2 separate regions of the Zea mays genome follow, and region 1 is linked to region 2. The links are chromatin contacts, called in public Hi-C maps. All regions are on one chromosome and are shown on one strand. Each heading gives the region's core, a stretch centred on a gene start, on an enhancer-like site or on the middle of the called end of the contact. The rest is flanking DNA. Distances are from core to core; before and after follow the strand shown. Region 1 holds the start of LOC100272859. Region 2 holds the start of LOC542393 (phosphoenolpyruvate carboxylase 4).

The links. Hi-C and Micro-C count contacts between places; a contact is called where the count stands out from the background.
Region 1: a Hi-C map of endosperm shows a contact between it and region 2, with 2.4 times the contacts expected there. The contact joins the promoter of LOC100272859 here to the promoter of LOC542393 in region 2. A contact is called at or near these places in 8 of 25 Hi-C or Micro-C datasets (bundle sheath, ear, endosperm and 3 more) and 1 of 3 datasets of contacts at active chromatin or transcription factors (leaf).

The regions. Positions count from the first base shown.
Region 1 is chr7:91,017,703-91,021,474 of Zm-B73-REFERENCE-NAM-5.0, reverse strand. LOC100272859 reads left to right here and starts at 1,707. Exons shown (of 8, transcript NM_001147312.2): 1 at 1,707-2,151; 2 at 2,581-2,715; 3 at 2,851-3,039; 4 at 3,217-3,278; 5 at 3,592-3,749. The coding sequence starts at 1,765.
Region 2 is chr7:90,708,991-90,712,588 of Zm-B73-REFERENCE-NAM-5.0, reverse strand. It overlaps LOC542393 (phosphoenolpyruvate carboxylase 4), which reads left to right and starts at 1,767. Exons shown (of 10, transcript NM_001111968.1): 1 at 1,767-2,040; 2 at 3,222-3,598. The coding sequence starts at 1,867. LOC109940864 reads left to right here. Exons shown (of 1, transcript XM_020541201.2): 1 at 1-1,694. The coding sequence starts at 139. The coding sequence ends at 1,404.

The DNA of each region.
Region 1 (3,772 bases), core at 458-2,957, 310 kb before region 2:
TCGCATGGCCTCCTCGGCTCAAGCGCGCGGCGCCTCCAGCTCCTGTGCGCAAGTGCGACACCCCTGTGCGTGAGCGCGGCCAGATCCAGATCTAGTCGTTCCTGTGCGCGAGTGTGACATGTATATGTTTGTGCCCATGTATATGTTTGTGATTTGATATACGTATTATTATAAAACTAACGAGTAAACGGGCATGCCCGTGGGCATGCTTTACCCGCGGATAGAGGAAGAGTATTGTATTTTACCCGTGAAGGGTGCGGGCGCGGGCGCGAATTTTGGCTTGCGAGCGCAAGCAATACAAGCTGGTATCTGCGGGTAATTTACTCGTTGCCATCTTTACTGGCGATGGCCTTTGCGGCGTTCTCGATGTATGGCACCGCACCGAGGGCGCCCGCTACGACAGAGCTACCTGGACTAGGAGACTCTCGATGTATGGCACCGCACCGAGGGCGCCCGCTACGACAGAGCTACCTGGACTAGGAGACGGCGGTGGCCATGGGCGACCAGATAGTCGCTCGCCACGTCATGTGCCTCTGCCTCGACGATGTCGAGGCACACAAGTTCAAGGGCCGTGGTGCTGCAGGCGGCGGGGAGGAACTCAGGAGACCTAGGCTACGAGAGGACGATGGATGGTACACGACATGACGACGGAGGTGGTACGGTGCTGGAGGGCGTCCATGGCGAGTCCACGGGCTACTGTGGATATGATTGTACGAAGCAGGGCAGACCTACGTTGGTTGGAGTGCGCTCGTCTTTATCCCGTAAATAGTAGAGTACAATTTTCACCATTAGATCTCCTGTTTAACCTAACTTGGATGTACTCGCTTTATTATTTTGGTACTCATCCTCACAATTGTACCCTCACTCCCGTTTTATGCTGAGTCCGCCCCTGGTACAAAGCCGAGACCGCAGGTCTAATGACCAAGCAGCAAGCAACGAAAGTGATTGAAGAAGCTTCAGCACCGATCCTTTCGCTTGCGCACCCACGCTCGCTGCTCCAGCTCCTGCTCCATGCCTGCACCTGGTGCCTGGTGGGCAAGTTGCATAGCTACTGCAGTGACAGCAACGACCCGAACCCTGTTGCTGCCGACGAGTGCTCCAACCTGTAGGACACGGGGCCATCATGGCTGGCCCCGGGTCCAGGCGGCTCAAGGTGATGCTCAGGAGGTCAGGAAGATGTTGTCGCCGAGAAATTTCAGTAGGGTGAACGGTTTTCTAAAAAAACATCGAGATCCACATGACATATAGGATCTATTTCTAGGATGTATGGTTAAACCACAATCCATTTAGATCTACGAAAGACCCTAACAATAAATAGAACTTTTAAAACACAATACTTTAAAAGTTTATAGTCTAAGAGAGTGTTTGAATGCACTATAACTAATAGTTTGTTGGCTAAAAATTATTAGTAAAATTAGCTAACTAACAAATAGCTACCTAACTATTAACTAATTTATAAAAAAATTAGTTAGGTTTTTTAAATGTCTCAATTAATTTTAATCACTAACTAAACATCCCCTAAGATACACGACCAGAAACGTATTTTACTCGTTTCCAATTCCACATCCGTTTCCAATACTTCGAGACTTCGCATCCAAATAAGGCTTTAACCGCAAACCCGATATTCAGCCAAGGGTGTGTGTGTAAAAACCCACACGCGTATGTCGTCTTGCCTTCCTCGTCGAATCGCGCGCATCTCCGCTCCACAACCTTCTTAATTTTCTGAAGCTTGGGCGGGATCTCGGCTCGCCTCCGTCCATCTCTATGGCGCCACGGGGCCACCACCTGGCGGAGGTGGCCCTCCTCGCCTCTGCTTCGGCGGACCTCGCAGCCGCAGGCGCCGGCGAGAGGGAGGGGTGGTTGGACGACCCCGCCATCCTCCCCTCGCTCGGGCCCCGCGCGCGATCTCTCGCCGTGGCCAGCGCGGCGCACTCCGTGCTCGTGATCGTCGCGGTGGCGGGAGGTGGAGGCGGCGGGGTCACGGTGGAGCCTGCGCTGGGGCCCGACGAGGGCCGAATCTCCGCCGTTGAGTGGGTCCCGTTCGCCGGGGAGGACGATGCAGAGGGGGAGGAGGGGGTGTCCGTGGTGATCGGCACGGACGCTGGGTGGCTACTGTTCTACTCGCTCGCAGGCGATCTATTGCACAAGCAGGTCGTTCGTAAGATCCTATCCATCTGGATCTCCGTAGATACAGCGTTCTGAGAATTATTTCTCATTATTGGTGCTATTTGTCATAATTCTCATAATTTTTAAGAATATCAGGCTGTTTTTTGCCCGGTTTTGCTATATCATGCTCGAGTGAGAAAAGCTCAAAAACTTGTTCACATGACAAAATACTTTTAGTAGGATCACGTAAGTTCCAAATATAATCTTCAAATGTGTGAGTTCTAGCAGTACAGTCCGAATGTAGTTTCAGTATAAGGTGGTTGTTTTAAATAGAAGATGTTCTGCTTAGATGCCTTCTACTTTTATGGACTATGCTGTCTATCTCTAAGCGTTAGCAAATATGCATATTTGTTTTTGTTACTTCATGCCTTCATGGTAAATGGTAATAGTGCAGTCCTTGAATTGTTATTTCAGAGTATATATCCTGCAAAGATACTGAAACTCAACTTTCGTGAGAGGAAGGAGAACGCTTGGGAAGATTCAGGCTCAGATGAACTTTCTGTAGTGTTTCCTGGTGTTATCGCGCGCTTTGATGGTGCTGACCTTCAGGTTTGTGTGAAACCATCACTCTCTAGTCTCTATTATCTCTATATAAGAAACAGAGAATTTGTGCTCAGACGCCAGTGATGATCAGGCTTTCTGTGCATGTTCAAGGATAAGAACTGAATTCTTGGTTGCTCACAGAACGTTCTTAAAAAAGCATTTCAAGATGTAAAATCACGCCTGTGGAAAGATAAGTTTGAAGAGCAAGATGCTGAGGATGAGGAAACTTTTGGACGAATACCCTTTCAGATTTGGAATGTAAACAAGTTCAGTTCATGCGCTGATGCTGCAATTGTTGGTCTGATGCCACCTCCCTTGTTAGAACTTCAGGTGACTTACTGACTATCATTCTTCTATTGTTGGTAGATATAACTGTTGCATAAACTTATTATTATGCCTTTGCCATTTGGTTTTATCATATCCTGATTCTCTTAAAAGCTACCTTTAGTGGAAGTTTTCTGAAGCCACGATTATATTGAATTCAGCTGCTTTTATATTGCTGGGCAGTCAAGTCAGCGCCACTACTGTGCCATCACAGTTGGAGAGGATGCTGTAGTTTCAGCATATAGGTGAGTTTCACTACCTGCAATGGGTTTTGCATTTCTGACATCCATTATGAGTTCTATGGTTATGGTGTGTCCAAGACAGAATAGTGCCTGTATTATTCATGTGCAAATGTACTTTGTGTATTATGTTTCCCACTTTAAATTATGTTGCAAGTTTGCAACAGAAAACTAGCTATGATATTGATAGTTTCCATTCAAATTTGAATTGCAATCAGTTCATACTATTGTTTCTCTAGAAGTTGGCATTGGGAAGTTAGCAGATAATGTTGCCATATTGTTAGTTTTACACATCTTCTAACTTCTTGTTATTCTGTAGGTTATCAGAAGATAGAACCAGGTCAATTGTTGGAGCAATTTTGTCAAGAGGTGTAGCTGCAACATTTTCGACAATATCATCTTTGTCCAAAATACTATGGCGGAGTGAGCCGTCACCACCTAAAAAGTCACGGCCAAAGCCCCAATCCTTTGCAAAAAGTAATGGATGTAGTTAAGATTCA
Region 2 (3,598 bases), core at 518-3,017:
TCGAAAAAAATTGCAAAAAATTACAAATTTCATCCCCAATCCCTCTATATATATCCCTACCCGGGTGGAGCTCATTTCACACACCATTTCATCTCATTTCTCTCTTCCAAACTCGCCTTTTCTACTCATCTTCACGTCATGTCTTCCTCGAGCACAAACTCAAGTGAAGGAGCCGAAGGGGGAATGTGCAATGCATTGCAAGCAGCCATGGAGGAGGCTATGCTCAACCTCAATGAAGAGTCGTCGAGCAGGCCCAAGCGTCGTCGACGCTACATCAATCGTGATCGTGAGTCTGCCCATGATCGGCTTCATCAAGACTACTTCGCCGATGACTGTGTGTATCCTCCAAATTACTTTCGGCGTAGGTATCGCATGAGGCGACAACTTTTTTTGAGTATTATGCTTAGATTAGGTGAATACTCTCCGTATTTCACCCAAAGAGAAGATGCTCTGGGTCGACTCGGGCTCTCTCCCCTACAAAAGTGCACCGCAGCTCTGCGCTTGTTAGCCTATGGATCCGCTGCAGATTCGATAGATGAGTACTTAAAGCTAGCTAGATCAACTGCATTAGAGTGTCTAGAGAAGTTTTGTGAGGGTATCATTCATTGTTATGAGGAGGAGTTCTGTCGTCGACCAAATGTCGCGGATATTCAGCGTCTACTAGCAAAAGCAGAAGAGCGTGGCTTTCCAGGCATGCTAGGAAGTATCGATTGTATGCATTGGCAGTGGAGGAATTGTCCGGTCGCCCATGCCGGTCAATTCACAAGGGGGGATATCAAACATCCCACCATCATCTTAGAAGCTGTTGCATCGTATGATCGGTGGATCTGGCATGCTTTTTTTGGGGTGGCCGGGTCCAACAATGACATTAACGTACTGAATCAGTCGCCATTATTCAAGGATGTCCTTCAAGGTCAAGCACCCATAGTGAACTTCATGGTTAATGGACATGAACACAATATGGGATACTATCTTGCCGACGGCATCTACCCTTCCTGGCCGGTGTTCATCAAGGGTATTCCGCTTCCACAAAGTGAGAAACATCAGTTATTCACAAATGCTCAAGCAGCATGGCGCAAAGATGTTGAGTGCGCTTTTGGAGTGTTGAAATCTCGGTTCAACATTATAGCAGTTCCTGGACGTTCTTACTCTCAACGTACTCTTGGTTTGATCATGCGTGCATGTGTCATTTTGCACAATATGATCATCGATGACGAGCGTGATGCCGATTTAGACGAGACATATGAGACAGTTGATTCTACAGTCGGCCCGTCGATCTACTACAATGCAACCCCGAGCCTAGCAGCTAGGATTCAAATGGACAACGAGATGACGGACACATCGATGTATACACAACTACTAAATGATTTGGTTGAACATGTATGGGGACATAATAATCATTAGATTTATGTAATTTTCTATTAATTATTATGTATTTTTAAATCGTCATGTAATTTTATTTTAATTATTACGCAATTTGTAATTTTTAATTCAATAAAAATATTATGTTGTGTGTTTTCTGAGCGTTGAAATAAATCCGCGTGAATTACTTAATTCTGAAATAGAAAAGCTGATGTGGCTATAGCCTGAGGCTGTAGCCTGCTGCAGCCTGTGCACTGGAGCAGCAGAGGCGAGAGTGGAGGCGAGAGCTGACGTGGCAGTGGCGAGAGGGAGGCTGTGCACTGGACTCAGCCTAATGCTTTCCATCCTTCCTCCGTCTATAAAGTGGCCGCCAGAATCCGCTCCTCCTACTAAAGTACTACTCTGCCCTCTCCTGGCTCCTCTCCTTCCTGCTTGGTTTTTGCTTTCAGCTCTTGAACCGAATCCACTGCCGCGGCGCTTAGCATTGGGGACTAGGGGGCCGACATGGCTGCCTTAGGGGCGAAGATGGAGCGTCTGTCGTCGATCGACGCGCAGCTGCGGATGCTGGTGCCGGGGAAGGTTTCGGAGGACGATAAGCTCATCGAGTACGACGCTCTCCTCCTCGATCGGTTCCTCGACATCCTTCAGGACCTCCATGGCGACGACCTCAAGGAAATGGTACCTATTCTTCCTGCAACTTACGTGTCCCCACTGGTTCCTATACTATTGTGTTTTGTTTTATTGGCTCGGGCTTGCGGTGCAGCTTTAATCTTGGGTTGGATCCAAGTAATCTAGTTCAGTCATGTGTCCTGTACCTGTTATTTTACCTTTATTTTGTATTTCATATATATATTTTACTTTTCGTTCTTTTTTCCTGAGAAAAAAAAACAGTGAACAAGTATCAATATTTAGTCAAAAAGAAGGCATGAAATTAAGGTCTTCTTTGTTTTCTTTTCAGAGTCCACACCTCAGGTTTAAATACAAGGCGGTTGATTTCCTGCTTAATTTGGTGTGGACAAGAATAGTATTCTTTTAGAATATAAAAAACATAGTGGATGACTAGGTGCTGGATTCACGTTCCTAGTGTTCCTTGTTTTTTTTTCGTTATTGCTCAAAGATTGGTTTCTTTTTTCAGTGGTAAAGGAGACTGACCATCACAGATCTTTTGATTGATTGGTCGGATAGGTTCGAATTTTTAATCTCAATCATATCGGTAGAAACATGGCTTTATTTGTGGAAAATCCATTTGTAACAAGTGTGGATCTTTAGTTGTTATATATATTCCTGGTCCATTAACTGACTTTGGACCGATTGATTGATTGAAACAATGAAACCTGCAGATTCCACGACATCCTTTGACTGCTTGACTTTTCATTTTCCTTTTCGATGGCAACACATAGTGGGCACTGGGCAGACTTTATCCCCAGGCTCCAGCAACTTAAACTTTACAGCTGATTTCAGAGCTTCTTCTAGAACTGGCATATCATGTTAACCCCTGTAGCACGTGAACCCCTGTTATCTTTCTAACACCTTCCGTGACAGAACATGGACACCTAGAACGTATGACAGTCAGCTAATAGGCAAACTATGAAAAATCTTGGATCAAAATAAAGCCTCCGTTCAAGTGGGCTAATAAGGCTAAGTTCTTGTATTGTTCAGTAAGTGTGACTTACCGTATTAAATTTATTTGACATGGCCAGTTGGCAGCAATACTATAGCATATGTAAATTTATTTGGGATTGATATGTGGATTGAGTACGGTCACTGGTAGTAAAAAATCCAGAAACAGACACAGACCTATCTTCTTTCTCTCTTTGTTAATCATGTATGGTCATTAATTGAGTCCTCTTGCTGATTAGGTTCAAGAATGCTATGAGGTAGCTGCTGAGTATGAAACAAAACATGACTTGCAAAAGCTTGATGAACTCGGGAAGATGATAACAAGCTTGGATCCTGGGGACTCTATCGTGATTGCTAAGTCTTTCTCGCACATGCTTAACTTGGCCAACTTGGCTGAGGAAGTCCAGATAGCCTACAGGAGGAGAATCAAGCTCAAGAAGGGAGACTTTGCTGATGAGAACTCGGCAATCACAGAATCTGACATTGAGGAAACACTTAAGAGGCTTGTTGTTGACCTGAAGAAGTCACCTGCTGAGGTATTTGATGCCCTCAAGAGCCAGACTGTTGATCTGGTTTTGACTGCACATCCAACACAGTCTGTGAGGAGGTCACTGCT